Regions from separate parts of the Mus musculus genome. Here region 2 is linked to region 1. A link is a contact called in public Hi-C data. All regions are on one chromosome and are shown on one strand. Each heading gives the region's core, a stretch centred on a gene start, on an enhancer-like site or on the middle of the called end of the contact. The rest is flanking DNA. Distances are from core to core; before and after follow the strand shown. Region 1 holds the start of Ednra (endothelin receptor type A). Region 2 has its middle 110 kb from the start of Gm23981.

Region 1 (4,201 bases), core at 765-3,264:
GCAAACAACAACAGAACAGCACAGAAACACATTCGAAATGGACTCACTCAAGCTGAAGTCCATGTCATTAAGAAGAAACTAAGCTGTCATCTGACCTTTGGGGGAATCAGTTAAACATCAAGGGTTTGGAAGATAACTCAGTGGGTGAAGGCGTTTGCACTGAAGCCTCACACTCAACTTCCCAAGGTCATCTTTCACCATCACACATACTCACACACATACACACACTCACACACACATACACACACTCAAACACACACACACTCACGTACAAATAAGCACATTTCCCAAATATGCCAGTTAGCTGGAATTCTTTCTCTCTGAATATTTAACACAAACACTAACCTGAAGTAACTTGATGCTAAACAAGCAGGCACCTTCCTGCTGATGTGTCTCTTGGGCCCAACCTTAGAAAAAACACAGACCAACATCCATTCTGTTTCTGTGTTCTTCAGCCTCACTCTGTCTACAACACCAACCTTGTTGCCCATTTTATACACATATTCAGGACTGGAATTGCTAGACCCTTGGTAATTTTAGTCATAATTATTTGAGGAGCACCATTGGGCTCCCACTGCTGTTGCCTCAGTAGTCAGGAGTTTGCCTCTCAGCACCCCTGACAATCCAGTTTATTTTCTAGTTTCATTTGTGTTTAAATAGTGACTGTCCTAAGGGATGTGAAAGAGAAATTTTTAATGCTTAATCCATACCACAGTGGGATCAGCAAAAGGTAGGGGGTCCTGGGGGTGCTGTTACAAAGACTAGCCTGACAGACATGTTCAGTTACACAGATGGTGCACTGTCCACGTGCCTAGTCACGGGGTGAGAGGGCCTGGGATCCAGAACATTTCACATACCAAGTTATGAACAGTCTTCTGGAAGAAGGCAATAACTTTTCTTCCTGGAAAATAATGTCAGCCTGCCAAGCTGTCGCCACAAAAGCGTACCCCTTCAGAGCTGACTGAGACAATTTTTGTGGATCCTTCCTAGAGAAACGCTAGATAAACACTAGATTAGTGGACAGGGTAATGCCTGCTCCAACAGTCCCAGAAGAATATTAAAATCCTTTCCACCGAGGTGTTCTGCTGATGGCTGTGACAGTTTTACAAAATGACCCCTGTCAAGTAGGGTCTCTGTGCCCTCACCCTTTAATCTGGAATTGGTGACTGACAGAATTAAGCAGAAGCCCCTTTGTGTCACTATCTGGACCTGGGCCTTAAGTAGGTGGCAGTTTCTATGTCCTTTCTCTTGGGATATTTGTTCTTGGAATCTAGCCACCACACTATGAGGAAGCTGTTGCTAAAATTCTTTCCCAGGGGCTAGATATAAGTCCTGTCTCTCCCTTCTCCTAGAGGTCCTAGAACAAACTGAGGTCCAATTCCACTATAGATACGGTAGGGAACCAATGAGGTCCTAGGGCATCCGTACAGCCAAGCCTTCTTCCCCAGGAGCCCTGATGTTTGGCCCTTATCTCTCCTCCCACTCCCCATCTTATCGTGACTTGACACACTCTGTGATAAAGACACTGCCTTCTGAAGGGTCTCCCCATTCATTGTCAGACATGATCATTTCTCTGAGCACACCCTAGACCCTTCCACAGACTCCCCAGCTCCCTTTTGCCTTGGGCTAAGGCTTAGTGGTCTTGCAGGTCAAATTTGAGCCAAAGACATGCTGTCCACCTGGGTTCCATAACTTCCTCTAAGGTGAGGAGTGCTAACAAGCTAAGCAAAGTTGACAGGAGACACAGCCCAAATTCCCTGGCTTCCCCTGCTGATCAAACTCTCCCGTACTCACGGGCTCAAGTGCCTCGAGTTTCTTCCTAAAACAGGGCACAACCTTGAGTCTGGTCTGTTGCTCTCTACTTTCAATCCTACCCATCCTAGACTAACCAACTTCTCAGGAAGGAAATAGTTAAAGATCCCTGCCCTTCAGGGCCTGGCGGGGGCAGCAGCTTTGCAGCTTGGTGGCTGCTCCCTGGAGGGCAGGCGGGATAGCGCTCTTGCAGTTAGGTCCCAGAGTAGAGAGGAAGGTCTAGGAGCCTGTGGAGTCTAAGGAAGATCGCGGGAGGCGTGTTCCTCCGGAGTTTGCTTTTCCTTGGGAGCCTCGCGCGCACACCCATCCCTTCTAGTCTGGCAACTGTGTCTAGGAGGTGGGGAGCCTCTCTCTGATCCACCGGACCATCGCTGGAGCTTGCAGGCTGAGCAAGATCTCCCCCTAGAGAAGCCTGGCTGTCCGGGGAAGTTTCCCCGAGCTGAGACTGTGCTGCAGCCCTGGTCACCCGCCACCCTGCGCGCCACCCTCGTTCTCCAGCTCAGGCTCCGGCTGGCCCGTGCGCGGACCTGGAGCTGTCTGCTTCCGAGGAGCTCTAAGGTCGGTGCAAGTCTTTCTTTTTGGAACCAGGGCTGGAACTAGGGATAGGGTCGCTGCCGGGGCAATCTGCTGGGAGGAGCAGGGGTGTCTCGCAGCTCCAGGGAAACGCAACAGACCGGCCTGGCACTTACCTCCCGGGACGCCCAGTGTGGGGCGCTTTCCTGGGAGACGAACACTGGGGGGAGTGGGGGTGGACACCGGACAAGACCATTGAGCTTTGTCTCGGATTTTTAGGAAAGGGGAGCCGGGAGTGGGAGGATCTTTTTCTCCACACAAGCTTTCAGGCGCATCAAGGCCCAGGGCGCTTGCTCCAAAGCCTCCTGGTGAAGTTGGTCTCTTCCTATCCTGCACCCTGAGTGCCAAGGACACTTACTGTGAAGAACCAACCTCTGTGGAGCCCTCCTCACACCACGATGGCAGCTGGGGTTGGAAATCTGCCTGCTGGTGGAGGTCTGGGCGATTTGCTCAGTGCTGTCCTGTCCTTTAAAGGGCACTTCTTGTCTTTCATGTGCAGAACCCTGGAACTGTTTGTAGATAAGCCACCTCTGATTACACCACCCTTAGTGGCCTCACCCCAGCAGACCTGGGGCGAAAGCATATGAAAGTCAGAGGATGTGTCCAAGGAGAGTGGATAATTTGTCTTCTCCAGAGAACAAAACCACAGAGAACTTGAAAAAAAAAAAGTTCTTGGTTTAATTTTTTTTTTCTTCTTGTAGTTGTTTCTGATTCCCACACAGCCATCAACTCATCTGTTTTTAAAGATTGGCTATGAAACACCTTGGCAACCATACCATGTAAATTACCTGCCCTAAGTATGTGTGCGGTTTGGGCGCCGTTGGATTTTCCAAATTACTAATGGCAAGTGGACATTTGCTCTGAGAATCTGATGTATTAACTAGGGAAAGCACTAAGGGGTCAGCTTTTGTATGCCACCAAACTCTAGACCCACAAAAGGAAAGATGCTGACTCCATAGACATGTCCTTCTGGTCTGAATGTGAGTTGCTTCTCTAGAGCTCTGGCTCTAGAGCCAGATGCCCGGCAAAGCTTGACTGAAATATACCAAAATGAGCTACAGATCCGTCCTTGGGAAAGCATGGATTCGAAAGAGGTTTCTTTTATTTGGTTTTGTGTTTTTCACTCTGTAACAATATGGCATCCACATGTTTTTGACAGATGTCCCTTAGATGTGGTGAGCTGACAAGAGGTGTCAAGAGAAATGAGTTCTTGGTAGTGTCTTTGCTGGAGGGAAGCAAGGAAGGAAGGAAAGGAAGGAAGGAAGAAAGGGAGGGAGGGAGGGAAGGAGGGAGGAAGGAAGGAGGGAGGGAGGGAGGGAGGGAGGGAGGGAGGGAGGGAGGGAGGGAGGGAGGGAGGGAGGGAGGGAGGGAGGAAGGAAGGAAGGAAAGAGGTTTTACTGGCAGCTGGCTCACACCCTGATAGGAAGCCATGACTGTAGCTTTCTCAGTACCTGTGGCAATGAGGACCACTGAGCTCTACGTGAGCTGTGCAGTGCCTGTGACACCCAAATGGCTCATGAACTCCCCTCCTGGATGATTCTAATAGACCATGAAGCCATTTTGTTTATGGGAAAGACCTCTGTCTCTCATTTTTAAGATAACTATTACTAAATATTCCATTCCCATTGGGAAACCAGGAACCATAAATCATAAAGCAATCAAGGAATTGAAAGACTTGTGCCTCCCCTCACTATCCTGAGAGGGAGGCAGATCGTAAAAAGCTTTGTACTTGGCATTCTGGTCTACATGTGGGAAATGGAAAGATGATATTTGTAGACCTACTAATAATTCAGCCAGTTATTCCGGACTATTAGAG
Region 2 (4,201 bases), core at 689-3,188, 200 kb before region 1:
AATCTTATCATGTGTCAGTTTGTGTATCTATTACTACTACTACTACTACTACTACTACTACTACTACTAGTGCCACAATGCAGAAAAATTAAAAGATTCATACTGAGTGTGTTCGCTCGTTTATGTCAACTTGACAGAGGCTAGACTCATTGGAGAGAAGGGAGCTTCAGGTAAGAAAATGCCTCCAGAAGACTCTTTTACCTGGAATAGTTAACGTACCTACAGCTTTGTTAGGTTTGGCATGTGGTTCAATGTTTGTTTTCTGTTCTTGGTAGTGGTACTCATTCCCATTTCTCTTGTGTGCCTGCAGATTACTGGGAAAAAATTGCTATTCTGTAGTCAGTTATTTATACTGTTTTGTGGAGTTCATATTTCTTGAGAGTCTGTTTTACATATTAAAATATATCTGTGAAATTGCAATTTACTGATATTAATCACTAGTTGACTAATATTACTAATCTTGACTTTGAATGAAATGTGAAAACTATGTCCACTGAAGTTCATTTACCCTTGCCACTTTCGAAAGATTTATTTTAAATTGTGTTGGTTTGGGGTGTGTGCATACAAGTGCAGGTGCCCACGGTGGCTAGAGGCTTCAGCTCCTCTGGTGCTGGGGCTATCGGAGGTGTGACCCTCTGACATGGTACTGGGAACCCAAGTTATCTCTTCTAAAAGGCCAACATGCACTCTTGACACGGAGCCATCTTTCCAGCCCCACAATCATTTGATTCTTAAATATAATTAAATATTATAAACTATAATTTAAATATAATTGTTTCACACATCAAATGGTATATAAAAAAATACTACTACCATTAGGAAGTAGAGCCTGGTTCTCAGCCTGTTTACTACAGTCTTTGAGTAGAACACTGTGGCAGCTTGAAACTTAGAGACCAAAATTAAGGGAGTACCAATATGCCTCTGGTGGGATGCTCACTCTGGTGGAAGCAGGCTGTCCTTTTTAACATCTGGATGGAGATGTCTGCCTGGCAAAGAACTGAAGGCTGTCTGTGAGGAGTTCCTCGCGTGCCGAGGAAGTGGAGGCTGTCTGTGAGGAGTTCCTCGCGTGCCGAGGAAGTGGAGGCTGTCTGTGAGGAGTTCCTCGCGTGCCGAGGAAGTGAAGCTTCTAGTTTCAAGCAAGCCTTCTGACTCAGCTGTTGGTATTGTTTGTTTTCTTCAGACAGGACCTCAGCTTCTTTCACAGGCTGGCCATGAACTCCACATCTCAAGTGACCTCCCTGCCTCAGCCTCCCAAGGAGCTGAGAATGCAGGCCTGCACCACCAAACTTAGTCCTTTGATGCAAACTTAACTGAAAGGGTGACAGTCACCTCATATGAAAATCTAAGCCACAATTAATCCAAGCCATTCCTTGATCTCTGGTCTCAGAAATGACATGAGATAATAAGCATTAGTTGTTTTAAGTTAGAAATTTCACAGTAAGTTCTTATGCATGACTACATATTAAATACACTAGAAAATCAGTAGAATATGTTCTAACTTCATTGACTAAAATCCCACAGTTTACATTTGTTTTTGTAATTACAACATAGTCCTAAACATAAAAAACAGTAAAACCAAGCCGAGACTAGATCACTGGACTGCTTAAGCTATAAAGGATTGTTTTCAGTTTTGAAGTGCCATAGAAGAGAAGTGAGGCCGTGTGAGCCTCAGGTTTCTCTATCCTGCCCTCCCACAGCCCGCTTCCCCGAGGCTTCAGGGGAGACCTATTCTGAGCTTGTATTTCAACCAGTGACTGACCTTGATCACACATGAAAAATCTCCAAAACTCTGGGTCATGACAGGTTACAAAATAATTAGCCAATGGCCTAAGTCTGAAATGATTCATTACTAAAATCCATCTGGCAAGTCTTTAAGCTTAGTGTTTGTTCAGTGATCTCATTCAGTATGCAAAAGAAAAAAGTAAGAGGTTTTGATTTGTAAGATAAAAATCTATTAAATCATTCCTCCTTCACTAAGCCATTTGTTTTCCACAGTGTCTCTGCTCAGCTTTTATATTCTTATCCTCTCTCTCTCTCTCTTCCTCTCTCTGTGTATGTGTATGTGTGTGTTTGTGTTTGTATGTGTGCACATTGGTGTGCACATATGTGTGTGTCAAGGTCAGAGGATAACTTCAGGTCTTGGTTCTCATCTTTCACCTTGTTTGATACAGAGTCTTTATGTTATTGACAACTGTTTGTAGCATGCTACCTGGCCTGTGAATGTCCAGGGATTCTCCTCTTTAATTCCTCTCTTGTCCTAGGAACATTGTCATGAGAGACATACATTATGTCACCTGTAGTCTCTGCCGATCTGAACTCAGGCCCTCACACTTGTGAAGCAAGCTCGTTATGCTTTCCCCACCACACCACCTCCCCCCTAGCAATCGAGTGCTCTCTTATTAGTCAGTAACAGATTTAAACTGTTTTCTGGATTTGTGAGTCACTTCTGCCATTGGGACAAAATACTGAGAAAAATGACTTCTGCATGGCTATCGCCTCAAAAAATTCTTCTCTGAAGGAGGGAGAATGTTCATGAGACTTGGGAAGTTAATGATATATTTACCAGGATAAGGATTCTCATCAAACTCACACAACTTTGACACATCATATATTTTCAAGATTCACAAGGCTCCTTCTCAAGTCAGTATAAGTTGTGGGTAATTGCTGGTGGATAGGAACCTCCTGCAGGCTGTGTAGGAAGCTCCAGGGATGGCAGATGTATACATACAGCTGCCTTTGAGTCACCCACGCTCCCCTAAGCAATCTGAACAAACTCATCATTTCACCAAACTGGGCTTTTATTTCTTTGGTCTGCTGGTAGTGCCCTATTCAGGGCAACTAGTGTCTGTTCATATCTCCCCAGGAAAAGTGACATAATATCAACTTAAGAGAAGATGATATTTGTCCTGTGAAGTCAGATGTTTCAGTCCATGATCACTTAGCCTTGTCACCTTGTCACTTTGGGCGTCTTGTAGTATATTGTGAAGGAGAATGCTGTGCAGGGGGCATTTTTACTTCATGAGAGCCAAGAACTGAAAGAGAAAGGAAGGACACCCTCTAAAGAGCCCAACTTCCATTTACTAGTATCTTTCTAAAAGTTCATCACTCCTTATAGCAGACTAAGGACCAAGTTTTCAATACAAGGGCTGTGGGGAAATAGTCAAGATCCAAACTGTAACCCTGAGCATAAATATATAATCTTTGAATTTGAAATGTATATCATTAGTTTATATAACAGATACATCAGACATTGGCAGCTACAGATTTTTTTTTAAATGACAGGGTATTTGGTAGGGGGGTGTAGCAATCTAGGGAGACTTAGATTTGGTCTTTGTACTGATGGTTATTAGTAAAATAAAAACAGATTACAGGAATTGCTGAGTCCTGCATGGCCATGTGGAAGGGAAGGCATGACACAGTTCCTGTCCCTGGAGCAGAGCTAGCAGGGCATGGGTCTCCACAAGCGCTGAGGTTGTTGTGGGTATGGGGCTTGTTTGTATAATAACGTACATAGTTTACTTTATGTTCCTCATTTGGGAAATATTCTCCCTGCCAGGCAAGGTTAATGACTCCATGATAATTAGAAACAGCATGAATTCAGGAGGTGAGAATGTGTCTTGTGTTCCTCAGCAAAAATGACAAATTCCGTGACTTTCAGGACATCCCTTAAGACTGTGGGAAAGAACTGTGAAAGCAGTTTAAGAATATATAATTTTCAGCTGGGCAGTGATGGCGGATGCCTTTAGTCAATTGGGAGGCAGAGGCAGGTGAATTCCTGAGTTCAAGGTCAGCCTGGGACAAAGGTAGTTTAGGCCCAGGCCTGGTGGGGATCCCACCCAGCTAGCTTATTGTCTGTGCTTACAAAAGCAAGCAAACCTCTGAATTCATTTGTGCATTAAAAGAAAAAGAAAGGAAAAAAATGCTGTCTTCTTCTAAGAATCAAGGGGCTAAGGTCATAAAATGCTGATTCGAGAGATACTTGAAAGACAATCTGGAGTAAATGACTGCATTGTTAGGAAAATAAAAGACTGGGCTTTGGTCAGCAAGAGAGAGCTACTCAGAGAGAACTGTTTGGAGAGTAAACACAGCTCAGGGACTAGACAAGGCTGCCCACTTTCTCCCTACCTATTCAATATAGTACATGAAGCCCTACCCAGAGCAATTAGACAACAAAAGGAAATCAGGGAATACAAATTGGAAA

What was found. A called contact is a pair of places that touch in the nucleus more often than the background predicts.
Region 2: a contact with region 1 is called in a Hi-C map of uterus. The contact joins the enhancer-like site here to the promoter of Ednra in region 1. A contact is called at or near these places in 5 of 39 promoter capture datasets (the 3T3-L1 cell line, 3T3-L1-derived adipocytes, neural stem cells and 1 more), 2 of 484 Hi-C or Micro-C datasets (both in uterus) and 1 of 115 datasets of contacts at active chromatin or transcription factors (cardiomyocytes).

What each region holds. Positions count from the first base shown.
Region 1 is chr8:77,722,265-77,726,465 of GRCm38.p6, reverse strand. It overlaps Ednra (endothelin receptor type A), which reads left to right and starts at 2,014. Exons shown (of 8, transcript NM_010332.2): 1 at 2,014-2,370. LOC108167319 (a long non-coding RNA gene) reads right to left here and starts at 2,881. Exons shown (of 4, transcript XR_003947564.1): 1 at 2,744-2,881.
Region 2 is chr8:77,919,613-77,923,813 of GRCm38.p6, reverse strand. No RefSeq gene overlaps it. Among named protein-coding and RNA genes, the nearest start is that of Gm23981, 110 kb to the right of the region's middle. Within about 2 kb of position 1,938, at least 4 of the 459 cell types and tissues checked have an H3K27ac peak or open chromatin away from gene starts, as enhancers often do. A contact at or near this core is called in uterus, where this site is marked.